Linked DNA regions of Sorghum bicolor: region 1 is linked to region 2. The links are chromatin contacts, called in public HiCAR-type maps. All regions are on one chromosome and are shown on one strand. The core of a region is the stretch at or near the end of the contact, and the rest is flanking DNA. Distances in the headings are between cores, read along the strand shown. Region 1 holds the start of LOC8059251 (probable carbohydrate esterase At4g34215). Region 2 holds the start of LOC8061389 (inactive poly [ADP-ribose] polymerase RCD1).

Region 1 (4,479 bases), core at 1,389-3,888, 280 kb after region 2:
CACCCTCCTCCCTCCGCACCGTCGCCGCCGTCGGCGCTGCGGAGCTTGAGTTGGTCGTAGTAGAGCGCGTCGAGCAAGGCCTGCAGCGGCAGCCGCTTGTTCTGCGGTGCGTGCAGGCGCGCCTGGTACGACAGCCTGAGCGGGTCCATGACGCTGCACACCTTCTCCCTCTCGATCTCGTCCAGCCCCGGGTGCGTCTTCAGGTAGATGTCCACGGCGGTACAGGCAGTCGTGCGACGCCCGCGCGTCCTTGGGCACCGCGCCCGCCACGCCCACGAACTTGGAGATAGCCAGCGACTCCTCCGTCGCCATCTCCGCCGCCACGTCGTCCACCGTCTTCGCCACCTTCTCCAGCGCGCCGAGCTCGCCTGCTGCTGGTCCTCCGGCCAGGGACGCCCGCCGGCCTGCCTGCGTTTGCGTCGGCGGCTGCGACAGTTCATGGCGGCCGCGGAGGCCGGCGGGGTGAAGGCCGGCCCGCGTCGCGGCGGGCGACGCCAGGGGTGAGCTGCGTGGTGGGCGACGCGTTCGTGTGGCCGGCAGCTGACGCGGCCGCCTCGTCGGGGGCGCCGTGGGTGCCTGTGTGGACGGCCGGAGCGCAGGATGGAGCTCGAGTGCTCCGTACGTCCCTGAAATGGTAGCTCACCGATCAAATCGGAGGGATCCAGCGCTGAGGTCGTCGTGCATTGAAATCTGCGCCGCTTTGGAGGCTCCGGCTTCAAAGCTTCGGCTTGCCGTTGTGGATTCCTGTGGCCGGCGGCTTGCCGTGGCTGTGGATTTGCGTGGCAGGAGAGGAGCTGTTAAGTTGATTTTGGGTGTTGGGCTGGAGTTGTAATTGATTTTGGATCCCTGTTTTTTGCAGACCAGCATGCAAATAGAAAAAATAGAAGCCCAATTTGCATGCTGGGCTGGAGTTGCTCTAAGAGGGTAAGATGTTCCATTGGTAAAAGAGATCTTTATTTTTCAAAAGAATATGAAATCATTTTATCGGGCCCGTATTGGTTCTCTAGACCGGCCCATTTACGGGGCTGGCATACAACAAAGTGTATTCCTTAGATGGGCTTTATAGAATTGGCCCGCCTCTGTTCTCTTTGTTCCTTTTTTTTCTCTCTCTTTTTTTCGCCCTTTGTTACATCAGCTTCGCAATTACTCCTGTGGTCCGATTCCGATGATCTACAGATGGAAGGATCGTGGTCGTGGATGTGATCTGGAAAGAGCATGGCCCACACACACAGTGAGACTGCCCTGGATTGGATACGGATAGCTGGCACCGCGTGCTGTGGCCGCACTAGGACAACATCGCCACATCGCATGTCGTTGACATTTTTAGCCATGGGCAACATTACCTGTCCACCTATTTTCAGCATAAACTGATGCTCTAAGATCCATCCTAAAAAAAGAACTTTAGTTCCGGCACCTGACAAAATGTTTATATATGAAGTTTTTTATTCGACGTAGATACTCGCATTTTTAAGACTTTAACTAGACCCACTCAGATTTAATATCTCAGTTTAACATGGGTGCTTATTTTTTTTATATATTTATTCTACCATTTAAAAATAACTATTTTCCAGTGATATGCGGCGCCCGTGTTGACTTATGTCAGAACTTGAGCTTGGAAGAAACGGCCACGAACTTGGCTAGAGGGTGCTTTGAGAAGAGAGTAGCCTAATCTTAATAAAAAACGGTGAATACAGTATCCATCTAGACTCCATGCATACCGTCGCTCGATGGAGGACACATGGAGTCTGAATGCACATGTGTCAACCAATGAGCCATGGTATACACAAAGTCTGGATAGATACGATATCCACCATTTTTTCCTAATCTTATGTCCTTGTCTAGGGTATGATCGAAACATTTTGCAACTCATCGACCTAGCTAGAGGGTTGTTAGAATGTTGGTTAATTACGATTAACATTAGAAAGTGATAACTAACAAACCGGAATCCGTAGTAGCGATTCATCTATTTATTTTAGTTTGATAAGTTGTTTGTTTGTTTGTCTTTTTTACATAACTAAAAACATAGCTCGTGCTTTGCTATGAGAATTGCGAATTAGTGAATTTGTGTGGCATGATGTAGACATTGGAGTCCATTAAAATCCACTTGGATCCGTTTGAACCACAACATTTGGAGCATTGGTGGATTCTCGGTTTGCCTATTTTACAGAAAAGCCCTCTAACGAATCTACAGTCTAGTTAATCGTCCCTATAAGAGAACGAGTCAAGGAGATGGAAGACAACGAGAAGAAGAAGAAGTATACAAAACGCGTTGCGGGTGACGATGCCGGGATTTGTGTCGTCTCCCCATTTTGTGTTGTGTTGTGTGTGGCCGACCTACTGTACGTGACAGCCTGCTAGATGGATAGAGGTAGGATCGTATACGTACGCAATGGAGCAGAGGCAGACAAACGGAAAAGGGCACAGCAGGCCAGCTTTTATGCCACGATGGATGGATGGATGGATGCGGCGGCCGCCGATGCGACAGGGGTGGTGGGGATCCATCCATACATGGCAGACAAAGGAAATCCGTGACCCACGCCACGCGCGTTGCCGGTGCTGCCCCACTGCCGCTCCGCTCCGCGCCTCCCTTCCCTTCGCTACCACCACCGCCACCGCCACCACCACCACCACCACCGTAGGAGTAGTTACAGCGGGTAGTAGCTGCCCTTCCTGTCTGTCCTTCCCGCTTCTCTACTTAAAGCGCACTTCACTCGATCCAGAGCATACCGCACCGACCGACTGGTACATCTCCCTTCACGTGAGTGGAGAGTGCAGAGTGACAGCTAGCTAGCTAGCGCCAATATGGCGCAACTGGTGCCTGAATTCATCTCCCTCTTCCTCCTCATCCTCCTGGCCTCCGCACCAGCCGCCACGGCCTCCAGCAGCCCCACGCTGGTGTTCCTCCTGGCGGGGCAGTCCAACATGGGCGGCCGCGGCGGCGCCACCAACGGCACCTGGGACGGCGTCGTGCCGCCCGACTGCGCCCCGTCCCCGCGCATCCTCCGCCTCTCCCCGTCTCTGCGCTGGGAGGAGGCCCGGGAGCCGCTGCACGCCGGCATCGACCTGCACAACGTCCTCGGGGTCGGACCCGGGATGCCCTTCGCGCACGCGCTCCTGCGCCGCCACGGCCGCGTCCCGCCGCACGCCGTCGTGGGGCTCGTCCCCTGCGCGCAGGGCGCCACGCCCATCGCCAGCTGGTCCCGCGGCACGCCGCTGTACGACCGCATGCTCAAGCGCGCAAGGGCCGCCCTCGCCAACAACAACAACAACAACAACAACAACAACAACAATGCTGGATCTTCCAGGCTCGCCGCGCTTCTGTGGTACCAGGGCGAGGCCGACACCATCAGGCGCCAGGACGCCGACGTCTACACGTCCCGCATGGAGGCCTTCGTCCGCGACGTCCGCCGGGACCTCGGCATGCCCGACCTGCTCGTCATCCAGGTCGGCCTCGCCACGGGCCAGGGCAAGTTCGTCGACATCGTCAGGGAAGCGCAGAGGAGGGTCAGCCTCCACAACGTCAAATACGTGGACGCCAAGGGCCTGCCCGTCGCCAGCGACTACACGCACCTTACCACGCCGGCACAGGTGCAGCTCGGCAAGATGCTCGCCGCCTCCTACCTGGCACCCACGCTCTGACTCACTTCTGCTTCTTCATTCTCATTCTACAATTGCGATTCCGTAACACAAATGTTTTTGTTACAGCGCAGTACCCATTAACCGCGTTGTACTGTGTACGTACGGGATTATTAATCAACCCAGTATTAACTGTTCATTTCTGCCCAATCGATGCTCTTCGTTCATGTTTTACTGCTGCTACTATTCGCACTTTTATATGCTCCTCCCCGTTGGTTACTGTTGAATGATTTGATTGATAAACTCAAGCGAACAAGCTAAGTCTACAACCATGCTAACAACAAGTTAAACTTGTACGGAACATGTCAGACGTCATGCTGTTCAGCGCCTAAGTAACTGCCCACTAATGGCAGCAATAATTTAGCACTACTTTTCAACGAAGAAACAATGTTTTCTTCTTCAGTATATGCTCAATTTCAGCGAAGTCAGCAATTCAGTTTTCAGCCAAGTCGGCAATTCAGTTTTCACAGCATGTATTCTTGCTTTAGGTCCAAAGAGAGAGCTCTACGAAAGAAGGTTCACCGAGGGCCTTGTTTAGTTCCCAAAAAATTTTGCAAAATTTTTTAGATTTCCTATCACATCAAATCTTTAGACACATGCATGAAGTATTAAATATAGACAAAAATAAAAACTAATTGCACAGTTTGGTCGAAATTGACGAGACGAATCTTTTGAGTCTAGCTAGTCCATGATTGGACAATATTTGTCAAATACAAACGAAAGAGCTACAGTGTCGATTTTGCAAAATATTTTAGAACTAAATAAGGCCCTCCTGAAGAGATGCAACAGATGGTGACTAGAGATGAGAAAGCTCTCAACTGAACATAGTACCCAGTATTATCT
Region 2 (4,907 bases), core at 2,202-4,701:
TCATTGGATGGCTGGAATTGCTTTGATCCAGGCAAAACAACCTCAACATTACCCATTATTACACGGCACAGCATCATTCTGATGATGCCATCTTCTTGAAACTCAGAATATCTGGCACTGTAAATAAACTTCAAGTAAGACTACAAGCAGCATTGGTCACTCGAAGTAAGGGAAAAAGGAAACCAGTAGCAAAGGTAAAGTTCTAAACTAGTAGTTGCAATGAAGAAAATTAGGAAAGGAAGAACTGAAGACCTAAAGACAACACATGTATAACATAGGAGAAGGAGCACACATAGAAAAAAAAAAATCCTGAAACAGAAGATGTTTACCATGAATTTGAACAGTTTGCAGGAGCAAGACAAGTCCCAACACCAAACATGGACCCCTTCTTAGGCTTTGCAGTTTCCAGAGCACCTCGCGTCGTCATCTGCTCCATGGTATATCTTGAGCAAGGAAGCCAAGCATAACGCACATTTGCATTCCCCCGACGACTCCTGGTCTCTTCAACCTCCTTTTGGAAGAGACCACAACGAACTTGCCATTGCTGATCTAGCAGTGGTGTTCTATAGATAGCAATAATATCTTTCTCGCTAAAAGGCTGACCTAATCCTTTGAGCAACAAATTCTGCACAGCTGAATCAACACGTGGACCATTGTTTGGCTTGCCAGTAGCTTGTATGGTTCCACTAAAATATTCATTCAAATGAAATGAAGGACCTGAATTATTTTCACCAACAGCTTCATACAGCCTGTTATGTGCTTTCAGGTTGTCCTCTGCAATATTACTGATCCTCTTGCTATGAGAAACTACTTCACCAACAGATACCGAACTTGAGCTTTCAGCTACACTTGACACTCCATCACACTCATCAGCTTCACCTTTCTCATGCTGAGATGGTTTAGATGTGTACAGTCCAGCAGATAAATCTGGAAAGAAGTGTTTGCCATGATCATCAACCCATGCTAGTGGTTTGTCTATGGTCATCTCATAATCTATGCAAATCATGTGAACGAAGTCCAACATGATGTGCTTGTTCTGGAACACAGCAGTAGTAATTGGCCTCTTCAACTGGAAGTCCTGTTGTGCTAGATTGACAACATCCTCTGGAAAATCACTCCAGTCACCATGTTGGTAGAAAAGCACACGCACAGGCAGCCCACTTGTCTTAAAGTTCCGATATGACTCCAATATAGATCCACTCCCACAGGAAATTAATTTAGACTTCTTACAGTTAGCTCTGTCATCAAATGTTGCAGGGTGTTTTCTTGGATCATGCTGAGAGAACACCATCACATCATTGCCTTCAGGGTGCTCCATAGCAGTCTCATGCTTTCGCTTGCGAATAGTAGCTTTCAGAACATGTTCACCCAATGCCAGAACGTTCCTCTGCTCCATTTCTTTTATAGAGACTCAACCCAAACCAAGTAGTTTTCTTTACAGATTTACACACTACTAAGTCAAGCAGTTAGCTTAATCTAGCTAATGATACCTAGACTCTGTTAACATAAAGTTAATTCCAAAACGAGCCACGCTATCCAAAACGGTAAGTGAAATGGACCTGAGACCAAAAAGGAAAAAAGAAGAGGGAAATAAAAATGAATGAAATAGATACACGAAGAAAACAAGAGGAGAATGAAAGTGTTGTGCGTAAACATTTATTTACAATTATAGTTACAGGGCACAAAATGCATGAGTTATTAACTTTAGAACTTCCCTTGTTGACATATTACTATTTCTTCCTAAAGTAAGTAAAGACCTTTTTCCCCAGTGCCCATATTATTTGATGTTAAAAAGTTATCGACGCTTAATTGAGTCCAGGGAGTTTTCTTGTTTGCAAACCGAATACGACTAGTAAAACAACTCTGCCAGAGTGATTCTTTACCCCACGCAGAGTAGAATTGTGTGTGCTCCACACCATCTCTCTGGATACTGCTGCTCTGGTAGAGCTGATGGCTGGTGCAGCCACACAAGGAGGCAGCAGAAGATCATAAGACACAGAAGCGTGCCAACCCTGCTTCCGCAACAGACATTACCGGCATGTCTGTGTTGTAAAAAAGACCCTTCATATCTTTGGCTCTTCTCTGTGGCCATTTTCCTAGGACACAGAAATGACAGCCACAGCGCTACCCCCGTAACAGTTTGATGGGAGTAAAAGCACCTTGTCATGTTGACGCAAGAACCTCAAATATAGATAGATGACGACGACCCTTGAGGCCCTGACGTGCAAAGCTTGTTATGCTCATTAGGCCAGAATTATAACATTTAACAATAAACTTTCCAAACACTTCCTCTAGAACTTGTACTGCATTAGTTTGCTAATTAAAAGTTGCACGCTGATGACCAGACACCCAAGGTTGACTGTCACTGGTACTTATATTACAGTTAATATAAAACATTGAACAATAAACTTTCCAAACACTTGTCTAAAACTTGTACGACATTAGTTTGCTCATTAACAGTTGCACAGTGACGACCAGACATCCAAGGTTGACTTTCATTAGTACTTACAGTAAATATAGAACATATACTTCACTCAGTTACAGATCACTTGTCCAATTTTTTTTAAACAGTTTCAAATCAGTTGTGAACTTAACCAATATATATAGTATCGTGCGGTGCTGTCCAAAGACTGCACAATACTAGCAAGATCATATATGATACGTCAGCGCTGCTAGAGTCATGCCTAGGTCGATAAGTGCACTAGAATCGTTCATAATTCATCATTGGGTGCAGGAATCGCTTCCCTATTGCCCTATTGCTTTGCTTTGTTATGTAGTCAGCGGGGCGCTGCTAGTGTCAATTGGTCTAGAATGTTGTTCATCCTACCATGAGGCAGCAAACGCATGATGACAGGTAAAGATTAGGAGCACAAACTAGCAACTAGTATACAATAACACAACAGAAACGCCGGCAGGGCGACACTAACTAATAGTACATGATACATCTAATACGCACTAAAAGAATCGCCTCAGAATAGCTTAATTCAATTCAATCGATCCGAATTAGCATACCACATAACAGGATCAACAAGAGACCAAATTAAGGGGAAAGGGAAGGGGAAGGAGGTAAGCAATACCAGTGGTAGGTCATCGGACCCGTCACGCGGAAGATCGGATAGAGATAGTCAGTCAAGCTCAAGCAGCGGAACGGATTGGACCGCAACACAAGAATTCTTCCTCTTGTTGTTTACTCTTGCGGGCTAAATTAAACGGCGCAGCGCAGTAGTAGATGAGGGGAAGTGAAAGATAGGCAAGCAGAAAACCGCGCCCTGGCCTTTTAAGGCGCCGCCACTGCCGGCGTCTTCCTCCTCCCCCCCCCCCCTGCCCCGCGGCGTTCCTGTGGGTGGTGTGGGCAGTCGGCTCCTGCTTTCCCCTCTTCCTTCCTCCCCTGGGTTGGGGTTGCGTTTCCGTTCCGGTGGGCGCAGAGAGAGGAGAGGGGAGAGCGAGCGAGCGAGGCGGCCCCGGGTGCGACTCCCGCGTACATGTAGCGACGGGCCGACACGGGCAGGCGCCGCATCGGGCCGTCCGTTGCGTCCTGTGGGCGGGATCGGACGGCCCCCCCTTTGGTGGGTCCAGGTCGGCCGGCCATCGGTTTGGGGTTTCTTGGAGAGGGGGGCGTGGACGGTGGACTTGGCCCACCGCTTCTGCCGCTTCCGTTTCCGGGAAGCAGGAGCCAGGAGGAGAGGAGAGTGTGATGCTGGCCCACAATTCTTTTTATATAAATAAATAAATAAACAAATGGTATGGTCTTTATATTTTGCTTAACCCAATTGAATACTCTACTATTGTACCAGTGGTTTACCTTTGGTAGACGCGTATGGTTTCATTTCTTCTCTCTCCTCTTTTCTTAGGCCTTATTTAGTTTATGAAATTTTTTAGATTTCGCTACTGTAACATTTTTAGTTTTATTTAATAATTATTATTTAATTATAGACTAACTAGATTAAAAAGATTCGTCTCGCAAATTACAGGTAAATTGTGCAATTAGTTATTTTTTTTATCTATATATTAATGTTTCATGCATGTGCCTCCATATGTGTTTGTACTAATTGTTATGGTCTACAGTTACAACATGAAGGTATGTATGTCTAGATTTGGATTTCTGTTTCAGACAAAGGATTTTGGAACTTTAAACTAAATAATAATAATAATAATAATAATAATAATAATAATAATAATAATAATAATAATAATAATAATAATAATAATAATAATAATAATAATAATAATAATAATAATAATAATAATAATAATAATAATAATAATAATAATAATAATAATAATAATAATAATAATAATAATAATAATAATAATACCAGGGACAGAAATATCAGTCTGTCGTCATGCTTTTCAGTTGGTTGACATAACATGGTACTACTATGAATAGTGAAAGCGAAATCTCAGGAGAAAAATAATAAAATGAAAATGAAATCTGACGTGAAAAATAATTTCTTGGAACCGAGACCTTTTGCCCTTTCCTTCTTATTTTTTTTAAGGTAGCCCGTACCAAAAAAACAAGGCATAGTAGTTGGGCCGGCCCAGCATCTCTGCCGAACAAGAACCAACAAAAGTTATCGACCCATACAAATTAAGGCCCACATCCAACCGTTGCCTTCTCTTACGACGGCGGCGGCTCGCCGCTACAATGACGATCGACGACGACGACGACGACGTGCCACGCCAACCAACTCCAACCAGTGCAACTCCCTCCGTCGTCTCGCCCGTCGCTATCTCGACCGGCACGCGCAGCGCAGACCAAACTCCGGCCGGCCGTCGCCGTCGCCGCCACCACCTCCACCTCCACCTCCACCCACCGATACCCCGGCCGGCCGGCCGACAGCATTCAGGCGGCTCTGCGGCGCCCACGTACTACACTCCTCGCTCATCACCCGGCCGCTCTCCTAGCC

What was found. HiCAR-type assays count read pairs that join an accessible place to other places.
Region 1: a contact with region 2 is called in a HiCAR-type map of leaf, with 5 times the contacts expected there. The contact joins the promoter of LOC8059251 here to the promoter of LOC8061389 in region 2. A contact is called at or near these places in 1 of 4 Hi-C or Micro-C datasets (leaf mesophyll) and 1 of 1 datasets of contacts at active chromatin or transcription factors (leaf).

Annotation. Positions count from the first base shown.
Region 1 is chr1:405,751-410,229 of Sorghum_bicolor_NCBIv3, reverse strand. LOC8059251 (probable carbohydrate esterase At4g34215) reads left to right here and starts at 2,638. Exons shown (of 1, transcript XM_002466017.2): 1 at 2,638-3,807. The coding sequence starts at 2,803. The coding sequence ends at 3,639. It also overlaps the pseudogene LOC8061377.
Region 2 is chr1:683,196-688,102 of Sorghum_bicolor_NCBIv3, reverse strand. LOC8061389 (inactive poly [ADP-ribose] polymerase RCD1) reads right to left here and starts at 3,451. Exons shown (of 8, transcript XM_021457901.1): 1 at 3,078-3,451; 2 at 1,884-2,217; 3 at 330-1,559; 4 at 1-117. The coding sequence starts at 1,396.